Regions from separate parts of the Sus scrofa genome. Here region 1 is linked to region 2. The links are chromatin contacts, called in public HiChIP or PLAC-seq maps. All regions are on one chromosome and are shown on one strand. The core of a region is the stretch at or near the end of the contact, and the rest is flanking DNA. Distances in the headings are between cores, read along the strand shown. Region 1 holds the start of TTC24 (tetratricopeptide repeat protein 24). Region 2 holds the start of ISG20L2 (interferon-stimulated 20 kDa exonuclease-like 2).

Region 1 (6,013 bases), core at 530-3,029, 150 kb after region 2:
CCTTCTCCCAAGAGACAGGAAAAGGAGTGGAAAAGACCCAGGAACTGGGCTCTCAGCCCCTCTCATTTTTCTCTTCCCCAACATTTTTTTTAAGGAGAAGCAGGCAGGGGTGATACATTCTTTTTTTCAAGAAACTCTCCCTTGGGAGTTCCCATTGTGGCGTAGCAGAAATCTGACTAGTATCCATGAGGATGTAGGTTCGATCCGTGGCCTCACTCAGTGGGTTAAAGATCTGGCGTTGCTGTGAGCTCTGATGTAGGTCACAGATACGGCTCAGATCCCAAGTTGCTGTGGCTGTGGCTGTGACCGGCAGCTGTAGCTCTGATTGGACCCCTAGCCTGGGAACTTCCATATGCCTCGGGTTTGGCCCTAAAAAGCAAAAAAAGAAAAAGAAACTCTCCCCTCTCCCTGCTCCTAAAAACACCCAGGCAGGAATGCAGGAATGCTGCCTCTTCAAGGCCCTGGTTCTTGGGGCAATCCTGACTACCCCCACCAGATCTTGGGGCCCCAGCCACAGGACGCCTTACCTCCTAAGATCCTCTCTGTAGATGGCTTTCTGGAATGGTCCCTCTGGCTAGAGTTACCTACCTTAACTCTTAGCTCAGAGCCGCTGGGGTTACCAGACAACCAGGTACCGCCCTCCATGTCTAGGAAATTCTTTGATTGACAGCTCAAATGGCCTATCTTAGTGCTGAACTCTGCTGTTACTCCGGCACAGATACCTGGATTCCATTGCCCTTCTCGCCTCCCCTCTCTCCACCCGTGCAGACACAGGCCTCAAGTCCTTCACTTCAAGCAAGAATCAAAGCAGCAAGGGCTTGTTACTAGTTATAGCTTCAAAGACCATCTATCCCTTTCTCTTATTTCACAGAGGAAGGGACCTCTGAGAGCAGACGTGACTTGCCTGAGGTCAAAAAACAGTCACGTAGCTGGGATTAGAGCCCAGGTTTTCTGATTCTGGGCTAACTAGCCTAAGGTCCCTTCCATTAACTATGACTGCAAGCTTTAATGAGGCTTGGGGTGTTCCAGAAGTGAAACCTGCGCCCCCCCCCCACACACACACATTGTGCTTCTGGGTGGTAGTTTCACATGTGGGAACAGGGTGAAAGGTTGATGGTCAGGAAAGGCCTGGAGATCAGAAGAGCCTCTCTGCCCCCGGACTCCTTTTCCCAGCTCCACTGATCTGCAGCCTCCAGGTTCGGCTTAATGAGAGGACAGCAGGCACCAAGAGAACAGGCACCCACTGCCCTACCTCACCAAGGGTGGCCTGCATCAGAAAAAAAAATGTCCTCATTTATCTAGGAGAAAGGGCTCTTTTAAGTAGAGAGGCCAGGGCCAGAAATAAAATTATAAGGAAGTAGTTGGGCTCACAGCATTTGCCGGGCAGCCTCTGCTAAGGGCCTGCTGTTGGCAGACATGGTGCACACACCACAGTCAGCGCCCATGCCCGAGGCAGGTTCTCCTAGCTGCCTGCTGCTCTTGCCCAAGGGCTGGGCCTTTGGGATGCTACCACAGCATAGCCAGAGCCAAATATGCAGCTCAGTCTGCTGTTCACTGAGCAGCCTCCCCTAAGGGGTGAGGATCATTTGCAGAGGGGGCAGGGACTGAATCTGCTTTCACTGAGGTTCTAATGGCCACAATGATCTAGTGATCATTTCTGAATCACTTTCCTTGTTTGATTCCCTGCTGGTATCTTACATATCTTTGCCACTCTTTCCACACTTGGCTTCCAAAACCCACTGTGCCTTTTTTGTTTGTTTGTTTTTAGGGCTGCACCCGCAGCATATGGAGGTTCCCAGGCTAGGGGTCCAAGCAGAGCTACAGCTGCCGGCCTACGTCACAGCCACAGCAATGCCAGATCCGAGCCACATCTGCAAGCTACACCACAGCTCACAGCAATGCCGGATCCTTAACCCACCCATTGAGCGAGGCCAGGGATCGAACCCGAGTCCTCATGGATACTAGTCAGGTTTGTTACCACTGAGCCACCAATAACTCTTTCCTTGATTTTTAACACCGCTAATGAGCCAATAGTTTCTAAATGTATATCTCTAGATTTAGCTTGCCAAGTGAAATTCCTATTTCCTCAAATCTACCCATCCTGTGTATCCACTGTTACTTGATAAGCCACTAATCCAGTCTCTATGCTAGAGACCTGAGAAATATCCATGAACCCCCTGTCCTCCAGCTCCCAGTCCTACTGATTCTACCTCTGAAACCTCTCTCCATTGTACCCTTTCCTCCGCAGTCACATGACCGGGGCCTTGGAAGTACAGCATATTATGATTAAGAACTCAAGCTTGGAACTGGATTATCTGAGAGTTTGAATTGTAGCTCTACCGATTTTTAGCTGTTTGACGTTTCTAAGCCCCAGTTTCCTCCTTGCTCTTGCCCATGCTGTTTCCACTGACTAAGATCCCTCCCTCCTTCAATCGGATGAATTCTTGTTAACTTTTCAACCCAGATCAGCTGTCACCTCCACTAGGAAGTCTTCCTGTCTTTCACTGCTCTTAATCACGGCAATAATTTCCCTCTGTGTATCACTGACCTCTAAATTATTTGACTATATGTTTATCGCTCATTACAGAACCACAAGCTTCTTTAAGGCATTGATTGTGCTTATTTATCTCTCCATTGGCAACACCCAGTTCAGTGCATAGCAATAAGTAGGTCCTCAGGTTACCTGCACCAAAGAATACTACAGGAAGCCGAGAGGGGTTAATGGGAATATTAGGAGGAAACGATAGAGGCAGGGGCAGGGGCTAATTGAAGTAAGACAGTTTAGCAGCGAAGAGAAACAGCAACCAAAGTACGGCAGGATGGGGAGAGACCCTCCCAGCCTCGGGCGGCACCCTTTCCCTCACCTGGCAGCACACCTCCGCAGCCTGGAACTACAAATCCCAGGAGCCCCGGCGGCGCAGACCGGAAGTGTCCTGTTCGCCTGTGGCTACGGTGAGGGGCGGTGGCCCGGCGGCGGGAGATTCAAACCTGGAAGAAGGAACATGGAGGGGAGAGGAGCGGGCCCGGGCCGGGCGGTCTGTGAGTGCCAGAAGGGGCCGAGAAGGGCCCAGCAGTGGTGCTGCTCCTCGGGGACTCGGTGGTCCTGGGAGAGGGTGGGGCGGGGGCGGGGCAGGGGGGCCGTCAGGCCAGGAAAGACCGGACTGTGCTGGGTGGGGTGGGAGCGCTCAGTGCGGACTCGTGCGGGCGGGGGTAAAGCTGTGAGCTGTTTACGAAATGCTCCCACTTCTGTGCCGCACTTCAGAGCTTACAAAGAGCTTTTCCCCTTATCCCCAGATTCTGGGGCTCCATAACTTGCCAAGTGCTACCGAGGAACGGGTCGCCCAACAAGACCTAGGGGCCTTCCTTGACTTTTTGATGCCTCTTTGAGACAATGCCTCTCAAAGCTTTATGGTGTCAGAATTACCTGTGGAGTTAATTTAAAACGCAGATTCCTGAATCTTATCCCAGAGCTTTAGCAACAGTTGGTCTCTACTGGGACCTATAATGTGCATTTATAGCAAGCCCCGCTGCGCTTTTCCGATCACCCCAGGTAACTGTGTGTCTGTGTACCACGCTTTCAAAAGCACTGCTTTAGAAAGAGAGATTGGGGTCGGAAAAATGGGACTGCAGAAAGGTTATCATCTGACCTGAAAGAAAAGCAAAATTGAGCTCTTCTTCTACCCCTTTCCCGTCCTCTCCGTTAGGGTACAAAAAGCAAAGGCCACGTCCACCTATCTGTTGAAGGAAAGCTGGTTCCAGACCTGAAAAGGGCAGGAAAACTGATTTTTTTTTTTTAAGACTCTGTGCGCGCGTGTGTGTGTGTGTGTGTGTGTGTGTGTGTGTGTAAAGTCCTGCCCATCTCTCACAGTGCTCAATTCATAACTCTGAGATGATGTCACTCACTTACTGGTTTATTTTCCATGCTTAGCAACCAACACTTGTTCCTTTACACCCCCTTAAAGGAACCAATGGATTTCCTGCGATTGGCCAGTGCTTTCAAATCTGAACGTGGAGGGTGTGTGTATGTGTGTGTCTTTTAATTTGCTTAACTGCCACTTCAAATAAGCCCTGCCCCTCTCCCAAATCATATTGCAGGATATGTAATACAAAAGAGATAATGAGTGGGAACGACATTTAGTGCTGAGTCAAAGACAGATTTACTAAGCTCTCTTTTTAAGCTCTCTGACTTTATTTTCTTGGTGTATATGTGTAGCTTTCTCTCATTTTTTCTGATTTTGTACTGTCTTCCCTAAGGAGACTAGAGAGATAGGGAAGAAGAGAAGGGAAAAGATAAAAGGAGGCTGTGGCCCCCCAAAAAAATGTTCCTGTCATGGCTCAGTGGTTAACAAACCCTACTAGCATCCATGAGGATTCGGGTTTGATCCCTGGCCTCACTCAGTGGGTTAAGGATCTGGTGTTGCCATGACCTGTGGTGTAGGTCACAGACATGGCTTGGATTCCTCGTTGCTGTGGCTGCGGTGTAGGCTGGCGGCTACAGCTCCGATTAGACCCCTAGCCTGGGAACCTCCATATGCTGCTGGTGCGGCCCCAAAAGACAAAAAGCTGGAAGAAAAAGAAAAAAGAAAAAAAAAAAAAAAGGAGGCTGTGGCAAAGGCAGAATGTTAGTGCTGTCTCATTTAAAGGATTTCCTTTTCTTGAGTTTGGGAGTCAGAGTATTGTCTGCACTTTACTTCGCTTGGAGACTATTTTCCTCCTCAGTTGATCTATACCTAAAGGGAGAGTAAACACACCTTTGTGATCTTTTAAAATTCTCTGTCCTTCTACTTTACTGCAAGTGAGTGGCCTTTTTCATGTGGTTCTTTCTGTTGAACTGCCTTTTCTCTCTTTCCACCTGTTCGTTCTTTAAGATTCTGCTCCTGGGAGTTCCTCTTGTGACTCAGCATGTTACAAACCCAACTAGTATCCATGAGGATACGGATTTGATCTCTGGCCTTGCTCAGTGGGTTAAGGATCTGGCGTGGCCCTGAGCTATAGTATAGGTTATAGACATGGCTCAGATCCCGTTTGGCTGTGGCTGTGGCATAAGCCATAGCTGCAGCTCTGAGTCAACCCCTAGCTTGGGAACTTCCATATGCTGCAGGTGCAGCACTAAAAAAAAAAAAAAAAAAAAAATTCTGCTTATAGGTAGAATCCTTTGTTTCCCCTGCTGCTTCCATAGACTATTCATGAGCTGTAATCTCATTTATCATATTAGGTTGAAGCTTTTTACTTACATGTTTTTCTCTACTAATAACAATATGTATTTCTGGAGAGTAGGGGTCCACTGGTGCAGTGCCTGACATACAGGAAGTATTGAAGGCATGAAGGGCTGTGGAATGATGAGTCCTAATTTGCTCTGTTAACTGATCTAGCCTCTGGGGAGTACCTGAGGAGGATGATACAAGTCCAGTTCTTAAAGAACTCAGAGTCTAATTAGGGATAAAGTGAGAAGCTAAGTTCCCAGCCAAGGACGGATCTGGACAGCCCTGCTAGGAGGTGCTGAGGGAAGGGCCATGAGGTAGGTTTGGGAAGGAGAAGGTCAGGAAGAGGCTGGAGAGGACTGGGAAGGAATGCCTCCAATACAGGAAAGCTCCTCCATTAGGAGTTCCCGTCGTGGCGCAGTGGTTAACGAAACCGACTAGGAACCATGAGGTTGCGGGTTCGGTCCCTGCCCTTGCTCAGTGGGTTAACGATCCAGCGTTGCTGTGAGCTGTGGTGTAGGTTGCAGACGCAGCTCGGATCCCGCGTTGCTGTGGCTCTGGCGTAGGCCGGAGGCTACAGCTCCGATTCGACCCCTAGCCTGGGAACCTCCATATGCTGCAGGAGCGGCCCAAAGAAATAGCAAAAAAAAAAGACAAAAAAGATCCTCTGTTAAAGGATGGAGAGGCCACCCTTTAACAAGACACCAACTAGGATAGCTTTACTGGATAGGAGCAGAAGATTGGAGCCAGAGTATCCTGGAAAGGGGGGGGGCAGTCACATGGGAGATGCCCCTGGTCTCTGAGCAGAGTTG
Region 2 (6,586 bases), core at 421-2,920:
AGCATCCATGAGCATGCAGGTTCGATCCCTGGCCTCCCTCAGTGGGTTAAAGATCCAGCATTGCTGTGAGCTGTGGTGTAGGTCGCAGACGTGGCCCAGATCCTGCCGTTACTGTGGTTATGGTGTAGGCCGGTAGCTGCAGCTTCGATTCGACCCCTAGCCTGGGAACCTCCATATGCCAAGGATGAGGGCCTAAAAAGACAAAAAGAGCAAAAGAAAAAGAAAAAGAAAGTGCAAAGGCCCAGATCAGGCCAGTGCAGGTGTAGTATCGTGAATGTGAAGGGGTCTAAAAAGGAACACAGATTATGCAGAACTTTATAGATAATGGTAAAGAATTAGAATTTCATCAAAGTACCTAAGAAACAAATAAGTGTCATCATCAGATTCACATTTTCAAAAGATCAATCTGTTTTATGAAGAATTGTTTATGGAGGAGAGGAAGCAAACACAGAGCTCAGTTAGGAAGTAGTCCAGGAGAGAGACAATGTTAGCTTGGCCTAGAGTGGTAGCAATGGCGATGGAGACAAATGGGTGAATTTGGTATCTATTCTGGAGGTTGAACCAAATAGGACTTGTTGAAGGACTGGATTGTAGATCAGTGAAGAAAAGAGCTAAATTGAGGATGGTTTCTGGGTTTGGGAGCTGAACAATTCGGAGGATGCTGGTGCCATTTATACATCATCTCATTTATTTTTCACAATCATCCTTCAAAAAGGGATCCATTTTACAGCTGAGAAACTGGGGCTAGGAGGAATTGTTTTAATGCCTAAGGTTAACACAGTAAGCGAGGCAGGATTCTAGTCCAAGTCTCTCATATTCCAAAGCTGGAATTGTCCATTACACTGCAAAACCAGGAATTTATTCAAGGCTTGAATGAATGAACATGTGTGTTCTTGGAACACCTCACACGTTCCTGGGAAAGTTCGACGCAGCTGCAGCAGCATGGCTCAAATATCCATGCATTTTACTACTTTGGATTTCAGAAGCTTAGAAAGACAACCCAGATGCTAACATATTAACATTTAGGTCAGAAGAAAAAAAGGAAGAGCAGCCTCAAACTTTTCTTGTACAGACAAAAGCCTGAAGAAACTCATATTAGAAGAGACCAGACGCTAACTCTCCAGATCCTCTCCTGTCGTGAGCACCTATCCACCACACAACCAGGAGGAGCACCCCACCCACACCCCTGTGGCCTCACAATGATGTAGGCGTCCAGGATGGAACGGTAGAGCGTCACGACCCGGGTGAGGTTCACAGCTAGTTGCCTCCTCTCCTCGTAAGAGAGGCCCCGGGCGGAAACCCCCGGCATTCCGGGGCCCAGCCGGTGGCGCGAGGAGCGACAATGCAGTGAGGAGGGAACAGGGTCAGGACTACACGGGTCCAGGACCCAGGCTGGATTCAGTTCTGCACTCGGAGCAGGAAGAAAGCGCTCAGAATCCAGCCCCCGATGCTGCCTTTCCGGGACTTCAGCCTGGGTGAAGACTTGAGGCGCCCTCCAGACGTCACAGGTCGCGACGTCCCATAGCGCGAAGGTGTCAGCGTCGGAGACACACCGGGCGGGGGGGGGGGGTTGCCAGCGCAGTGACGTCACAGAGGCGTCCCCCGGCGCCCCGCTCACGGAGAGGGGTGGGCCAAGCTCAGGTCCCGCCCCTTCCCGTACAACCCCCCCTCCCGGAAGTGAGGCCGGGGTCTCCCGCGCGCTGCAGTTCTCGTTTGTCGCGGCCTCCCTGAACCTTCGAGTTGTACCTCCACGGGGCTAGAGGGGCTGGGGAGCGCATCCCGCCCCCGCCCCCACCCACGCCGCCTCCCCCACCGCCGCCGCTGCCGCTCCCCACACACTCGGAATCCCTGGCCTCGCTCCCGGAGGCGGGGGCGCTGTGGGCTCGCGCGCGCAGGCCCCCGGCGCGTTCCAATCCGCGCGCCTGCCGGGCCGGGCCTCGTCGGCGCGTGCCAATTTCCGTATCCGGCTCCTGGCGCTTCCGGTCCTAGCTGGGCACATCTAGGAGGTAGGTGCGCGAGCGTGTGGGGACGGCCGAAGTGGTGCGGACGGCCGAAGTGTGCCGTCCCCCGCGTCGGTTTCTTCTCTGTTGATATGTGGTGTCAAAGGTCCTTTCTTGGGAGAAGGACTTGGGTGAGATGCATGTGGCGATTTCCCCCACCTGGAGATCAGGGACAGGGGTTCCTGGAACCCGCGCTGGGGATGCCTGGGTAAGCCAGAGGTCGTCTGTGGCATACCCCACACTGCCTTCGAGCATACTTAGACGTTCTCTCCCTGGACAGATGAGATAGCTCACCTATTCGGGCGTTCTAGATCACAGAGTTTCAGCTGGTTGGCCCTGCAACCCCCTCAGTTTGCGGTTGAGACAGATATTGAGAAGGGAAATGGCCTTCCTGTACAGCTGCTGAATTGTGGGGCTGTCCTAGAACCCAGGCTTCCTGGCTGAGAAGAAGTGCTCCTTCCATCATTTCACATTATCTGAGAGGTTACTCTGATGTCTTTCTCTCTCTTAAGTCCTAGGGAGATGGGTCTTATCTTACGGGTTCCCAAGCCTATGGGTTCCCATTATCAGTATCACCTTCTTCCCCAGGGTATACTGCAGACCTCCAGATGTTGGTCTGTGGGATTCGGCAGAGGATGAGTTTTCTATCCTCCTCTCAACTGTAAGCTACTCTTCCCAACTGTTCTCCCGCTGTCCACTGTCATCATGTCTACCTTACTCCTCAATCTGGATTTTGGTGAACCTCCCCCAAAAAAGGCATTAGAGGGGAATGCCAAGCACCGAAAATTTGTCAAGAAGCGCCGGCTCTTGGAACGGAAGGGCTTTTTGAATAAGAAACAGCAGCCCCCTAGCAAGGTGGCTAAGTTGCAATCAGAATCGTCAAAGAAAGGGAAATCTCCCAAGGTAGATGGCGCTTGGAAGGCCCCTCTTCTTTCAAAAAAGAAGACAGCTGCCTCCAGCGGTGGGTCAGGGCAGTCTCTGGACAAGCCATCTGCAGTGCCTTGGCTGACCCCTGCCCCTTCACAGAAGGCTGGTTCTGTTGTGGCCAAAGTAGACTTACTGGGGGAGTTCCAGAGTGCCCTACCAAAGATTAAGAGCCACCCAACTCGCCCCCGGAAGAAGGGCTCCCAGAAGAATGCCCCACAGAATTCCACCCAAGCTCATTCCGAGAAGAAATATTCTGGAGCATCCCAGAAGGGTCCGAGCAAGATGGTGGCAATTGACTGTGAGATGGTGGGCACAGGACCCAAAGGGCATGTCAGTTCCTTGGCTCGGTGTAGTATTGTCAACTACAATGGAGATGTGCTTTATGACGAGTACATCCTTCCCCCCTGCCACATTGTGGACTACCGGACCAGGTGGAGTGGTATTCGGAAGCAGCATATGGTGAATGCCACACCCTTCAAGATTGCTCGAAGCCAGGTGAGAGGCTGGGGGGACAGGTGGTCGTGGAGAAGTGGGTGGGAGAAGTCCAAATCATTTCTCCCCAAAAGATAGCACCCTGGAAAGGCAGTTGTGGAGGGAGGTATGGAGTGGGTGGAATAGCAGATGATGAAGAAGACTTTTCTTTGGGGAAAAGGAGTGGGGAGGGTCTGGAAAGTTACAACTAGTTGGTATAACTTTATTTATTTATTTTGTCTTTTTATCTTTTCTAGGGCCGCACCTTCGGCATATGGAGGTTCCCAGGCTAGGGGTCCAATCGGAGCTGTAGCCGCCAGCCTACACCACAGCCACAGCCACGCCAGATCCGAGCTGAATCTGCGACCTACATCACAGCTCACAGCAATGCTGGATCCTTAATCCACTGAGTGAGGCCAGGGATTGAAGCCGCAACGTCATGGTTCCTAGCTGGATTCATTAACCACTGAGCCACGACGGGAACTCCACAAACTTTATTAGTTAAGATCTACTTTAGGTCCCAAGTGGAATCCTATACTGGAGGAGTGGGAGTCTACTAGAGAAATAACAGCCATGATGGACAGAGCAGCAGGCATGCATGCCAGGGGGAAAGGGCTTAAGCCATTCTATGCCTTGTAGAGGTTGAGTCTAGGGTTGAGAACAGAGAAGTGGTGAGGGCTTCCCACACAAGACATAGTCTGTGGCAGTGTGGAAAGTTGGTGGTCGGAGAGGGCAGAATGTTGACAGGAGGAGCTGGGGTATGTGTATATACCTGGAACAGGGAGCCTGCAGTGAAGGGGATAAAAGACACAGGACGGGTATGTCGGGGTTCTTCTCTCACTCATTGAGCAAACCTTACTCTAAGCCCTTATGGTGAATATTGGAGGCACAGGCAAATGAATAGGAAAGGAGGGGGAGCTGGTAGAGTTGAAAGGGAAGGAAGAGTGGGCGCACTGGCCTTGGAAGACCTCCAGAGGGCGCCCTTGGCTTTGTAATTTCAGCTCCACATTCTTTGCCTTTCCTGGACACACACTGTTCCAGTAATTCTTTACACGCCAGAGCAGTCAGTTGGAGGAATTTCATCAGAGGTGGAACAATTGGATTTTAGAAAGAACTCGAAGAGTTGAAGGATGTCCTATGCACCAGGGGCACAGCTGAGCACAGGCCTGGGAGAGGCAGGAGGTGGGATGGGTCTGAAACAGCAAATCCACTCCACTTGAACGAGGCCTGTATGTTGAAATTCAAAGGTGTTGGTGGTCAGTAATCTGCCGGTGAAGTCAGGAGCAACTAAATACCAAGTTGATTGGACTATATCTGGTTTTCGTCATAAAAACCAGTGTCCAGGCTGGAGTATGAGCCTATGGAACATCCAGATGAGTCTGTTCCCTTCCAAGGGGTTCCACTGGGAGGCCAGGCATTGATTCTAGACCTGTTGCTCTTGTTCACAGTCTGTTTGGAACCCCTCTTTGATGATGGCCTTCACAGCTCATGGCATATTCTTTAGTTGTCCTCATTGGCAGTATGTCCTTAGGCGTTAAGATTCTGAAATGGTGAGAAATTATGAATCCCAAGGCTAGTGTGAATAAGGTTCCTGGCCATCTGGTAAATGTGCTCTGGTTATGAGCAGAAGGAGCTCTAAAGCAGTGGAACTGACTTTTTGTTAAAGCAGCATAAGCGTGGGTCCCTGGCTCACATCTCTTAGCTGCCTTGGTCTATAAGTGTTTTTTTTGTTGTTGTTGTTGTTGTTGTTGTTTTGTCTTTTTAGGGCCCTACCCGCAGCATATGGAAGTCCCCAGGCTAGAGGTCAAATTGGAGCTGCAGCTGCCGGCCACAGCCACAGCCACAGCCACAGCAATGGCAGATCCATTTAAACCCACTGAGTGAGGCCAGGAATCGAATCACTGTCCCCATGGATACTAGTCAGGTTCATCACCACTGAGCAATGATGGGAACTCCTGTAAGTGATTCTTAATTTTTTATGGCTTGTAGGCACTTTGGGCATCTGATGGAAGCCATGGCGTTCCCTTACCCCAAACAAACAAACATATGCATATCGATTTGAATATAATTTGGGGCTTCTGTTCCCTCCCCATCTTTGGTAGCCTTTGTCCCCAGCCTGTGTCTAAGGCCAACAAATGATCATGGTTAAAGAACCTCAAGTATTGGAGTTCTCGTCATGACGCAGCGGAAACAAATCTGACTAGGAACCATGAGGTTGCAGGTTCCATCCCTGGCCTTGCTCAGTGGGTTAAGGATCTGGCGTTACCGTGGCTGTGGGGTAGGCTGGCAGCAACAGCTCCGATTGGACCCCTAGCCTGGGAACCTCCATATGCTGCAGGTGTGGCCCTAAAAATGCAAAAAGACAAAAAAAAAAAAAACACACAAAAAAAACACATCAAATATAAAGCCAGGACTGAACTAGGTAGTTAAGTGAATATTGCATTAGAATAGAAATGAATGCAGAGCTAAGGAGCTGCTGGCAATGTAAGTCCAAACAGTTACACCATGGAACATGCCTGCTTTCATCTCCGGGATAAGAGGCAGATTTCAGGGCAAAGAAAATTACGGGAGAGGGCATTTGATGAAAAGAACCTGAAAGGACTTTTGGCCGTGTTGGGCTTTTGGGTTGCAGGGGCTACATATTCGAGTCCTCCTCACCATCACCTCTTCCACGCCTGTTTTAGATCTTGAAGATTCTCACAGGGAAGATTGTGGTGGGGCATGCCATCCACAACGACTTCAAAGCCCTTCAATACTTTCACCCCAAGTCCCTCACCCGAGACACCTCCCACATTCCCCTCCTCAACCGGAAGGCCGACTGCCCAGAGAATGCCACCATGTCTCTGAAGCGTCTCACCAAGAAGCTGCTGGACCGGGACATCCAGGTAGCGTCTCCTCAAATGCTTCCAGGCCCCCAGCTAGGACACTGGAGGCTCTCTTGCTGTCTGTCTCCAGGCTCTGACCCTAGAATTCCTTGGGTTGTAGAGAGATCCAGGCAGGATGCTTTGATGGGAGGAGCTTTGGGCAAAGGGGTCCATCTATACATAGGGAGAACTGTTCTCTGCCTCACAGCATGTTCCAGAGGTATATGGGAAAAAAGCCTTAAATTGGGAGTAAAACCATAACTAAGAACAGTAGAAAGCAGGTGGTTATGGAGGTCTAAAAGACCACATAGCGTATACAGGGAC

The links. HiChIP or PLAC-seq counts read pairs in DNA pulled down with a chosen protein or histone mark.
Region 1: a contact with region 2 is called in an H3K27ac HiChIP or PLAC-seq map of alveolar macrophages. The contact joins the promoter of TTC24 here to the promoter of ISG20L2 in region 2. A contact is called at or near these places in 4 of 47 Hi-C or Micro-C datasets (embryonic fibroblasts, fetal skeletal muscle, mesenchymal stem cells and 1 more) and 2 of 2 datasets of contacts at active chromatin or transcription factors (alveolar macrophages and skeletal muscle).

Annotation. Positions count from the first base shown.
Region 1 is chr4:93,510,260-93,516,272 of Sscrofa11.1, forward strand. It overlaps TTC24 (tetratricopeptide repeat protein 24), which reads right to left and starts at 1,780. Exons shown (of 10, transcript XM_013996959.2): 1 at 528-1,780. All of the region lies in intron 1 of IQGAP3 (ras GTPase-activating-like protein IQGAP3), which reads left to right.
Region 2 is chr4:93,364,518-93,371,103 of Sscrofa11.1, forward strand. ISG20L2 (interferon-stimulated 20 kDa exonuclease-like 2) reads left to right here and starts at 1,671. Exons shown (of 4, transcript XM_001924747.5): 1 at 1,671-2,006; 2 at 2,589-3,422; 3 at 6,083-6,283. The coding sequence starts at 2,706. It overlaps RRNAD1 (ribosomal RNA adenine dimethylase domain containing 1), which reads right to left and starts at 1,507. Exons shown (of 8, transcript NM_001243324.1): 1 at 1,199-1,507. The coding sequence starts at 1,309.